Linked DNA regions of Mus musculus: region 2 is linked to region 1. A link is a contact called in public Hi-C data. All regions are on one chromosome and are shown on one strand. Each heading gives the region's core, a stretch centred on a gene start, on an enhancer-like site or on the middle of the called end of the contact. The rest is flanking DNA. Distances are from core to core; before and after follow the strand shown.

Region 1 (5,363 bases), core at 749-3,248:
GGGACAAAAGTGACTTTAAGATGAAGTGATTTTTTTTTTAAACTTTGAGCTAGTATTGGAAAAATGTGTAACTGTGACAATATACTACAAAAATGAAAACAAGATTTGGTTTTATTCTGCACTCCGTTGTTGATGGGAAAGATGGTTTCAGGGAAAACAGTTTTCTCCGCTATGTGATTTGAACAGAGGCACCATAACCAAGTCCCTGAAACCTCTGCAATATTGCTCTAAAGCTGGAAATGATTTATGCATTTTTTTCATAAGAGTTACACTTAAATGGCAGAGCAATGGTCAGAGCATTAATATTTTAATGCGATTTTGTTCTGTGCCATTAAAGCACCAGTTGATCAATGGCCGTGGTTTGTGTGTGTGCCCGCCCCGCATGTAGTGAGCAGTGACTCCATTTAAACTTTCAAATCTATGAGCCTTTAATAAAGGTTTTTATCTTTGCTTGATAAAATGATTGAGCTGCCATTTCAAGCTAGCTGCGTGCTTCCGGAATGTTCTTGCTGCTGAGCCCCTCAGCTTTGGTACAGTATAGTTTGCAAACTTCAGTGGCATGAAAGAGGCACAGAAAAGATAAGGAGTCCCTATCCCAGAGGGAGGGGGCGTAGACAGCTGTATAGTCAAGACTCTATGAGGCACAGGAAAAGACATCTGAGACGAGGAAGTAGACCTACAATCAGTCTAGGAGAAAAGACTTGTGGGGCTCCATCCATAGGCAGGAAGAAGCTGCCTGAAGTCTTCACATAGAGGAATGACTCAACCAGCTATGGGTGTTAGGGAGCGTGTTCTCCCTCCTCCTCCCCCTCCCCCTTCCCCTCTCCCTCATTTTCCCCCTCCCCCTCTCTCATCAGTTTAGAAGGTAAAAAGGTAGAAAAAGCCCCTAGGAGGCAAGTTAGAAAGCCATTGCTTGGGTAAAGGCTTCAGGCATTACAGGCTACCCAGAAAGACTGTGAGACCCTATTTATTGGGGTGAGACAAAATAACTAGTCTCCTGCCCGGCAGTCACACATGAGTTGTAGTCCTTATAATGCAGTTTTAGAGCCAGACACTGTTGAGTTGGTGGCTTCACAGTAGCTTGGAATTACCCAAGAGCTTCTGCTTGACCTGACAGCGATGACTAGTGACTTCTGGTCTTTAGGCTGGGCTGAGAAACGGGGTCTTAGAATGAATTCTACAGGGAGCATAGTCACCAGCTGCCCCCTCACCTGTGTGGGGATCTGTCCAGGACCAGAGAGTCTGAGGATACAGGATGAGTGTACAGCCCCAAACTTACTGATAAAGATGTTCTCGAATATACGCTTTGAGACTAGTTGCTTGGTCTGTGGAACCTGGTGTTCTCCAAAAGGCATGGGAACTGGCCTTGTACTGTAGCCCTTTCTCCTCTGCCCTGCCTTCAAATGCAAGAGAGAGATGGAGGAAATGAAAAGATGACCATTGTCTTAGCCAAAAGAGCCAGCCACCACCACTGCTCTGTGTAGCTTGTGCTGTATATATTCCACGGTGGGGCTGTAGAGGCTCCTTCTGTTCGTAGGCTCCACTGCCACCCCAAGAAGGGTACCTGCTGCAGTCCAGGTGAAAGAGTCAGGCTTGAATCGGGTCAAATGCAGATCCCAGCTCCTTTTAGGTTTTTTTCTGTTGCAGTTACTTCAGGAGTGCAGCACTCACCAGAGGTGTTCCTGCAAGACCAGATCTATACTCTTGGGGCAGACATTAGTTCTTCTGTGGAAGAAGGCACCCACAGCTTTCTAACATGAGCCTCTGTGATGAGCCAGGGAGTCAGCTCAGGTTCTGTCTTCTGTCACCCTGGTGACAGTGAGTCTGACCCATGTGGCTGGCCAGACTTCCTCCTCCTCAAGGAGGCCACCTTAAAGTCATTTTCTGTCAGAGGCCTTCTCTGCCCTACCTTGACTTCAAACAAGTATAATCATGTTTAGTAGACACGGGGTGCTTTGTTTTCAGTTAAGAAAAACCACATGGAGTGTTTGCTCTGGGGCATTTTGTCAAGTCTTTCAACAGATAACCCTGCCCCCTCCTCCCTGCAATATCCCCAACTCCCCCACACCCATAATTATGTTCTGCATTTGAAAACAGATAAATAAGTCATGTATACTGTATAGTACAAGCTGGTATCCATTACCAGAGTAAAGCAAAGGAAGACAAGGGGGAGGGGAGGAGCGCTGGGTGTGGCAGGAGCCAGTTGTTATTTTAAATAGGCTGCAGGTTAGGCCTCCTAGAGAAAATGGGATTTGATTGAAATGGAAGAGGACCAGAGAGGCCACCTTGGTGGATCTGGGAGAACTCAGGCCTGAAGGGAAAATATGAAGGGACAACAAAGAGGCCAGACTAGCCAGAGCAGCAAGAGCCATGGAAAAGGGGGAAGGGAACGTACAGGGAGGGCCATGCGTTCAAAGGAGTGGGTGCAGCTTATATGAAGCTCTTGCTTCTCTGTCCCCAGTGATGAAAGACCCATATTTTACTTGGGTCATCAGACTTAATATTTTTGACAAATTTGAAAAATGAATATTTAAAAACAGTAACCATAACAAAACGTTTTATCATTAGAAACACACACACACACACACACACACACACACACACACACACACACACACACATTCTTACCAAATAGTAAACAAGTTTCTAAATGAGGACTTTGTATTTCCTTCCTCCAATTCAGCATTGAGCCTATGCAGTCCAGAGGCCACACTCGGGTTGCTCTGTAAGACCTTGGCTTTCCTCAGACAAAAGGGGGCGCTATTGCAGTATTTCAAACTGAAGAAAGCCTGTCTGACTTCAATTGTGGTGAAGGCTAGATTGTAGAATGCAGAGATTCCTTCTAGGAGAGAAGGGCCAAGGGTGGGGTGGGGAGACCATCCTGAGATGGTGGTTGGCCAGGTTGGGATGTAACAGTGGGAAAGATTAAAAGTGGTCACTTCTGGATGAATTGTTAATGTGGATACAACAGAACTTCCTGATGGTTTTGGATGTTAGAGTCCAGGGAGACACAAAGGGTTCAGTCTAGACAACATGAATAGAGCTACTGCCTCCTCTCCTAACTAGGGAGGCTCTGCAGGTGAGTAGGAAGGGGAGAAGAGTTCTGATAACTGTGAACTTGATTCTTGTGTGTTGGGGAAACATGTTTATGCCCATGGTGTTACCTGAAGACCAGGGACCCAGAACAGAGTGAAACTGGCCTCTCTGGTCATCAAGGGTCATAGAATTTATGGTCAAACCTTAGTGACAGTAAATATGAAATAACTCCTGAGGTTTTTCTGTTTGATGGAAGAAAAACAAAAGACAAAGATAAAGTACAAAATTGTGTCCAGGTTATAAACGTGATTCTTTAAATTAAGCATGTAATGTCTGTATGTTGACAGTGAGCCAGACTAGAATAAGACACATTACAGTCGCCAGGGGAGGAGGCTGTAGGTGGCTCCTTTCTCTTCCTCCCATTGATGTCTTACTCTAAGCATTAGCAGTGATGATAGCAGTAGAAGCAAATGAGTGTACCAGTCATGCAAGCCTTTCCTTCGGTTCCCACAGCTCACCATCTGCTACCTGGACATGCTGATGACCAGCGAGGAACGCCGGAAGCAGCTGAGGGACCAGTACTGCTTTGAGTGTGACTGCATCCGATGCCAAACCCAGGACAAGGTAGGTGGAATGAGAGCAGATTGAAGCTTTCCATGGTGGTGTCTGAAGGGTCTGGGGAGCTCGGCTGTGTTCACACTGCTCCAAAGTGCACAGCTAAGTAGAACAGGGCACTTGCTGCACTCTTCATTTCCTGACAAGGCGAGATTTACAATCTGTGGGGCTTCAGGTATCATGGAATATAGACATTAAACACATGACATTAAACATGTAATTAAAAGGATATGAAAGGCCAGAGGGCTGTTGAGAGCATACAGTAAGAAGCCTGAATTATGTTACGATTGATAACAGTTACTGCTGAGCAATAAACATACCAAGTCGTATTTTGTCTTCTTAGTTCTTTTAAATTGGTTCCAAAAGGCTCTCTTCTGCGGCGCCTTATCAGATGGAGCTCACTTACCTCAGGACTCTCACTCTCCAAGGAAGGAAGAAGAGCCAAAACTAATGCCATAAACATAATAAACTGCTCTTCAGTTACTCATGCACTGTCCTCATTTTGAACTTATCTGCTTTGGTTTGCACGCAATCAGGTTATGCGCCATCATCTTCCTTCTGCGGGGTGTTTGTTTACGTTGTTAGATGTCTTTTATGGTCATGATCTCATTTTATGTCAATACTTATAAATAAATTGTGAAGCCAAACTCAAGGCAGCCTCAGAGATATGCCTCTGGGATGATACGAAGAAAGAAGGGACAGAAGCAGCTCTCCCATTCAGGTCAACTGGCTCAGCCAGGTTGTTCTTGTACCATGCTGGGGCCACCTGTGGTTGTCTCATCACTGTGGAGAGGTGACTGCTCTTCTTGAGAAAGGACCGTGAGCCCCTTTGAATACTGGAAACCACAGATATAAGTGGTTTTGCATGAAAAGGAATTTTAAGAACTGGGAGTGGTGGCACATGCCTTTAATTCATGGTCTTTTATCCCAGAAGCCATGGGTGGGATGTGCCTTTAATCCCAGAATTCATGGTGGTACATACCTTTAATCCAAGCACTTTAGGAGGCAGAGGCAGGTGGATCTCTGAGTTCAAGGGCCGCCTCATCTCTGGAGGGTGTTCCAAATCAGCCAGGGCTTTACAGTTGAGGCCCTGTCTCAAAGGAAAAAAAAGAATTAAGTAGGAAAAGTTGGATCTACTACAGATAGATAGCACCAAGATTCAGCCTACTTTAGTGTTATGCTATATAAATGCTCAGCTATATGTTTAATGCTTATTAATGTATTTTAATTTTTATTGTAACACGGGGTGTCACAAAGTTAAAAAAGTAGTGTCTTCCTGCCTCAGCTTTCTGAGTTGCTGTGATTATAGGCCTGCACCAGCAGACTGAGTTTCTATGATGGTTTGAATGAGAATCGTCCCAGTGGGTTCATATATTTGAATATCTGGTACCCAGTGAAACTGTTTGGGAAGGATCAAGGGGTGTGGCCTTGTCGGAGGAGCTATGTTTCAAAAGCACACACCAGGTCCAGGGTCTTGCTCTCTGCCTGTAGTTCTCATCTACTGCCCCAATGCCATGCCTACCTGGCTGCCTGCTTCCCATCATGCTCTCACTTTGACATTCATGAACTCTCTGACACTGTAGTCAAACTCCCAACTAAATGCTTCCTTTTATACATTGCCTTGATCATGGTGATTCATCACAACAATAAACAGTAACTAAGACAGTCCCCAGGTCATTTCTTTTTCTGCAGCAGTTCATAGCATGTGGCTA
Region 2 (5,210 bases), core at 2,568-5,067, 400 kb before region 1:
AACCTCACTGTATAGAAAGCTGTTTCTCATCTGACAGTAGTAGAGTTAGTTTGGGTCCTAAATATCACCCAGGGCCCACATGTTAGAAACTTGGTCCTCAGGATGGTGCCCCTGGGAGATGGTAGAACCTGTAGAGAGTGTGGGTATAATGGGAAGTCTTTAGGTCACTGAGGCTCAGCCTCCAAAGGGACTTCTTTTGCTTCTTGGCTTATGAAGTAAGTGATTTGTTCTGCCATTTGCTCCTGCCACGAAAGGCTAATGTGTCAGCAGGCTCATAGGAGTTGGTGTGCTTGACCTAGGACTGGAACCTCTACAACTGTGAGCCAAGATAACATCTTTTCTCTTTGCAGAGTAATTTGGGGAAAGACGTTACTCTGAAGGCCACGAATACAGAGAAGAGCTATGACTCACCAGCTGCCTTCCTGTCCTGCAGTGTGTGAATGTGCTGCTTGTTAACTTGGGGGACGTTTTTCATAAAGTCGGGAGCCTCTGATTATCATGACTGCATATGGTGCTTGGGTTCATAGAAAGAAGTGAGTGAGATTGTGAGTGTGTGTATCTGCTCAATGTTTTTATGCCAGTTTGACAAAGGCTCGAGTCATCTGAGAGGAGGTCACCCCCATTGAGAAAATGTCTCCATAAGATCTGGCTGCAGAGAAGCCTGTAGGGTGTTTTTATTTTAAAAAATTTTTAAAATAACTTTTTTGTTTGTTTGTTTTTTCGAGACAGGGTTTCTCTGTATAGTCCTGGCTGTCCTGGAACTCACTTTGTAGACCAGGCTGGCCTCGAACTCAGAAACCCACCTGTCTCTGCCTCCCAAGTGCTAGGATTAAAGGCGTGTGCCACCACCGCCCGGCTGAACTTTTTTTTTTTTTTAATTAGTAATTTTGCCAGGAGGACCCAGCCGTTTGTGGGCGGTGTCATCCCTGGGCTGGTGGTGCTGGGTTCTATAAGAAAGTGGGCTGAGCAGGCCATGATGAATGAGTTGGCGAGCAGAGTTCTTATTTAGCCTCAGTATTGGCTTCTGCCTCCAGGTTCCTGCCCTGCTTGAGTGGCTGTGCTGACTTCCTTTGATGAAGGGTTAAATGGAGCTGTGAGTGAAATAGAAGCCCTTCCCTCCCCAGAGTGTTCTTGGTCATTGTGTTTTATCACCGCAGTAGTAATGTTAACCAAGACCAAGGAGCGGTCTGAGAACTTTGTGACTTGTGCAGTGCTGGGCAATTGGCTTTTGGTCTATATCCCATTCTAAAACAAATTTAGCTGGGAGGTGATGGTGCATGGTTTTAATCCCAGCATTCAGGAGGCAGAGGCAGAGGATCTCTGTGAGTTTGAGGCCAGCCTGGTCTACAGAGTGACCTCTAGGACAGCCAGGGCTATGCAGAGAAACCCTGTCTTGAATGCCCCCCAGTCCTTCCCACACTTAAAAATTATGGGAATCACTGTCAAACTACAGTCGGGTATTTTGGAACTATGGAATCATCAAAGCATCATGACCAGTTTTGTGTCTCAAGACTGGGTCAGATGTCCTCCACTTCCTGTAGCTGACTTGTGCTTCGCTAATGAGCTCTTACAGTCTGTCAGCCATTGATACCTCTGCAGTTGTTAATCTAGTTGATTTAAGGAACTCGCTTCATTCGTATTTATAGAACTTCTTTCGGTTTGGATCTAACAGTCTATTTATAGATTGGAGACACAGGGTTTTAATCTTCCTCAGGGGAGCCCTGATGGGCTCAGGATGAAATCTGAGCAGAACAATAAACAGCACCAGAGTATAATTGCTGTGCTCCAGTAAGCTTTAATAACTCATAAAATATTTATCTGTGCTTTATATCACGTTAACTTTTAGATATTTTCATTGCAAAGTATATTTTTTTGTTAGTTTGCTAATTATAGTTGAAATTAAAGGCTCATTGTGAATGCATTCTCTTCTTTAATTCTGCTTTATAATTGGTTAAATCATTTTTTTTAAAAGAAACTTTATTTGGGTATAATCTCAAAATTACAGGAAAGTTGAGAAGAAACAGAGATGTTTCTTATGTCCTTTATCCAAATTTAGCAAAAGTTAGCATTCCCCATGTGGGCTTTGTCATGTTTAGTTGCTCTCTATTTATACACACATACATTTATTTTTTGAACCATTTTAAGGCTAGTCTGCATATGTAATTTTTTTTTTTTTTTACTTAAATAGTTCATGTATGCTTGTTTCCCTCTCCTCTTTCTCCTTCCTTTTTTTTTTTTTTTTTAAATAAGGATATTACATTGTCCGGGTTGGCCTTGAATTGCCTGTGTAGGAGAGGTTGCCCTTGAACTTCCTATGTAGAAGTTACCATTGAACTTGCTATGTAGGAGAGGCTGGCCTTGAACTTGAGGGTGACCTTGAACTGTTTCTGTTTTTACCTCCTAAGTACTGGAATTAACAGTCTTGAACAACAGTGCTCAGCTCGTTCTCTTTGTCTTTCTGTCTCTTTCCTTGTGGATACATTGAGGGGTGTGTGTGTGTGTGTGTGTGTGTGTGTGTGTGTGTGTGTGTGTGTGAGAGAGAGAGAGCACGTGCACACTGCGCACACACATACATACATATATCTACACATGTATGTATGCAGAAGTCAACCTTGAATGTTTCCCCTTGATCACTGTCTTCCTTGTTTTACATGAGGTAGGATCTCTCACTGGGACCTGTTGGCCACCAGTCAGGTGGGGCCAGTGAGCGCCAGCGAGCCTCCTGAGTCCATGTCCTCAGCACTACAAATGTGTGGCACCGCCTCTGACTTTTCACGTTTGCATGGTCCACACTTTACCCACTGAGCATTTTTCCAGCCCCTCGGCTTGTATTTTCTCAGAACAAGGATGTTTTGTTTTTCCTCCGTGTCCTGCTAATATTTCTCTCTTCCTCGCTGGCATCTTGCCTTGCCTGGTACTTGCCTTTTAGTTAGGCTGGCCTTACAGCAATCCTCCTGCCCCAGCTTCCTGAGTGCTGGAAGTATGTAAGTTTGTACCATCCGATTTTGGGTGGATTATTTTTGTGGAGTAGCAGCAACGGATTCAATCCCAGGGCCTCATGCACACTAGGCAGGCATTGTCCTACTGAGCAAACCCCCAGCCTCACACAGTAGGCTTTATCTAGTCTCTGTTTCTTTTCTTCCCATCTAAATCTATTCTGACGGCACACATTGCATAAACTTGTCGTATCCCTACTTTGTTATTGTGGAATTGTTCTTTAATTGTGACCATTTTTTTTTCCAGGCTACATTTTGTAATTAAAATAACTTATTTGCACAATATATAGTGACCAACCAAATGAGGTAGTCAACATTTTCCTCCTAAACACCTCATTTGTTTGTGTTTGTGGCTTTGAACTCATTCCAGTTCTTCACTGAATACATTACACTGCTCTGAAACAGGCTTCCTGCTGTGCTGTAGAGCAGTACCTTTCTCCTGTATCTGACTGCATTTTGGTGTCTGGTACTTGTCCTGTCTTTGTTCCTCTGCCCATACCCTTGCTCGAGACCAGTGACCTCTGCTCTTTACTTCTGTGAGGTCATTATATAAGTTTTTCGTGTGAGTAAGAAGATGCTATCTTGTTTCTGTGCCTGGCTCATTTCTTCCAGTTCCAACCACGTTGCCCCAAATGACAGGATTCTATTATTTTTCTGGGGCTGAGGACTGCTTCATTGTCTGTATGTCCTGTGTATTCTTTGTTAGGTTTTTGGCTCCATGCCTTGTAATTGTGTGGGAACCCTGCAGCTCCTCAGATAGGGTTCAGGGTCTGGGAGTGGTAGGCTTTTACAGCAGCACATATTTCAGTGGGAATGTCTGGGGCCTCCTGCTTTCCTTCTTTGCAGAGGGAAGTACTTCCTGGTTCAAGGTTGCTCTCCAGAGCTGGGGCTGTAAGTGCTGTGTGCTTAGTTACATTCTTTCTACAGCTACTGTGTTTCTTTCTCTGTGTGTTTCAGTACCTTTCCTAACCCACTCTGTCAGCTCCTACTCAAAAACTCAGTAAAGTAGCTGTTGGTTTTCTTTGGTCTTTTGTTGTATAAGACGTTCATCAGGTACTTCTAGGAAGCCATTTTGCTGAAATCCCTTCTGTCTGAAGTTTTCACAGTGGATTGCAGATTCTCTTTGTGGGGTGGGGCGGGATGGTGTGGATTCAGTGCTAGGGACTGAACTCAGGGCCTCATGCATGCTCCCTACCACTGAACCACTCCCCCAGGCCTTACAACACATCTGCATTTTGAGACATTCTCCATTAATTATTTTTTCCTACCCAGGGCCTCAGATGATTTTTTAAGAATGTCATAGCGTCCACCATCACATGGAGACCGAGGGCGTTTCAGTTACAGAATAACACGTTTGGATTAGCTTCCTTTGAAAATGGGCGTGGGGGAGGGGAAGGTGGGGGAGCTCGAGAGATGCTCTTCCAGAGATCCTGATGATATCAATTCCCAGCAACCACATGGTGGTTCACAGCTGTCTGTAATGGGATCTGATGCCCTCTTCTGGTGTGTCTGACAGCTACAGTGTACTCATATATATACAATAAACAAATCTTAAAAAAAAGAAAAGAAAAGAAAAGAAAATGAGATCGGATTCTTAGCCCGTGACACTTGGGAAACGTAAGATGATCTCAAGAGCCTGCATGTGTTCTCGAATTCTTCAGAATCTTTTCTTCTCATACATCTTCTCATACAGTTTGGAGCATGGATGCCTCCGCCCTCGTGCCTGTATTCTTTCCAGATACATACAGAACTCCAGGTCACCATGGCGTTTAGTCAATAGCCTGATAATGACTGGGGTTTAACCTGGTTAATATTCACTAAGGTATGGTAGAAACTTATTAAAGTTATACTTATTAATTAGAAATTTACAGTAATTGTGATGTGCTGGCTTGAAGTTTTCTTTGTACTGTTGAAGGCGAATAGAAAGGGATTTGCTTAGCTAATTAAGACTATAAACAAGAAGGGAGGTTTAATCCAATAACTATTTTCAAACACTTGTAAAATCAGCACAAACTAGGGATATGCCAATTAATATTTTTAAAATTAATTAAAGCAGTAATGTACTCTCTAAGGTTTTCTTTCTTGGTATTTGTTGAAGTTGATAGGAAATTGGACCTAAGGATATTTTTCAAGTTATCTTGTCTAAATTATATTAATATATCTGTATATATGCTATATTACTATCTTGTAAAAGCATAAGAAATCAAAACTAAA

The links. A called contact is a pair of places that touch in the nucleus more often than the background predicts.
Region 2: a contact with region 1 is called in a Hi-C map of the N1E-115 cell line, with 4 times the contacts expected there. The contact joins two enhancer-like sites. A contact is called at or near these places in 1 of 15 datasets of contacts at CTCF or cohesin (the NIH/3T3 cell line) and 3 of 484 Hi-C or Micro-C datasets (the N1E-115 cell line, cerebral cortex and pre-hematopoietic stem cells).

What each region holds. Positions count from the first base shown.
Region 1 is chr1:179,084,621-179,089,983 of GRCm38.p6, reverse strand. It overlaps Smyd3 (SET and MYND domain containing 3), which reads left to right. Exons shown (of 12, transcript NM_027188.4): 8 at 3,550-3,660. Among named protein-coding and RNA genes, the nearest start is that of Gm31349, 240 kb to the left of the region's middle. Within about 2 kb of position 1,998, at least 20 of the 459 cell types and tissues checked have an H3K27ac peak or open chromatin away from gene starts, as enhancers often do. A contact at or near this core is called in the N1E-115 cell line, where this site is marked.
Region 2 is chr1:179,484,573-179,489,782 of GRCm38.p6, reverse strand. The region is part of intron 1 of Smyd3 (SET and MYND domain containing 3); the gene reads left to right. Among named protein-coding and RNA genes, the nearest start is that of Smyd3, 31 kb to the left of the region's middle. Within about 2 kb of position 3,817, at least 24 of the 459 cell types and tissues checked have an H3K27ac peak or open chromatin away from gene starts, as enhancers often do. A contact at or near this core is called in the N1E-115 cell line, where this site is marked.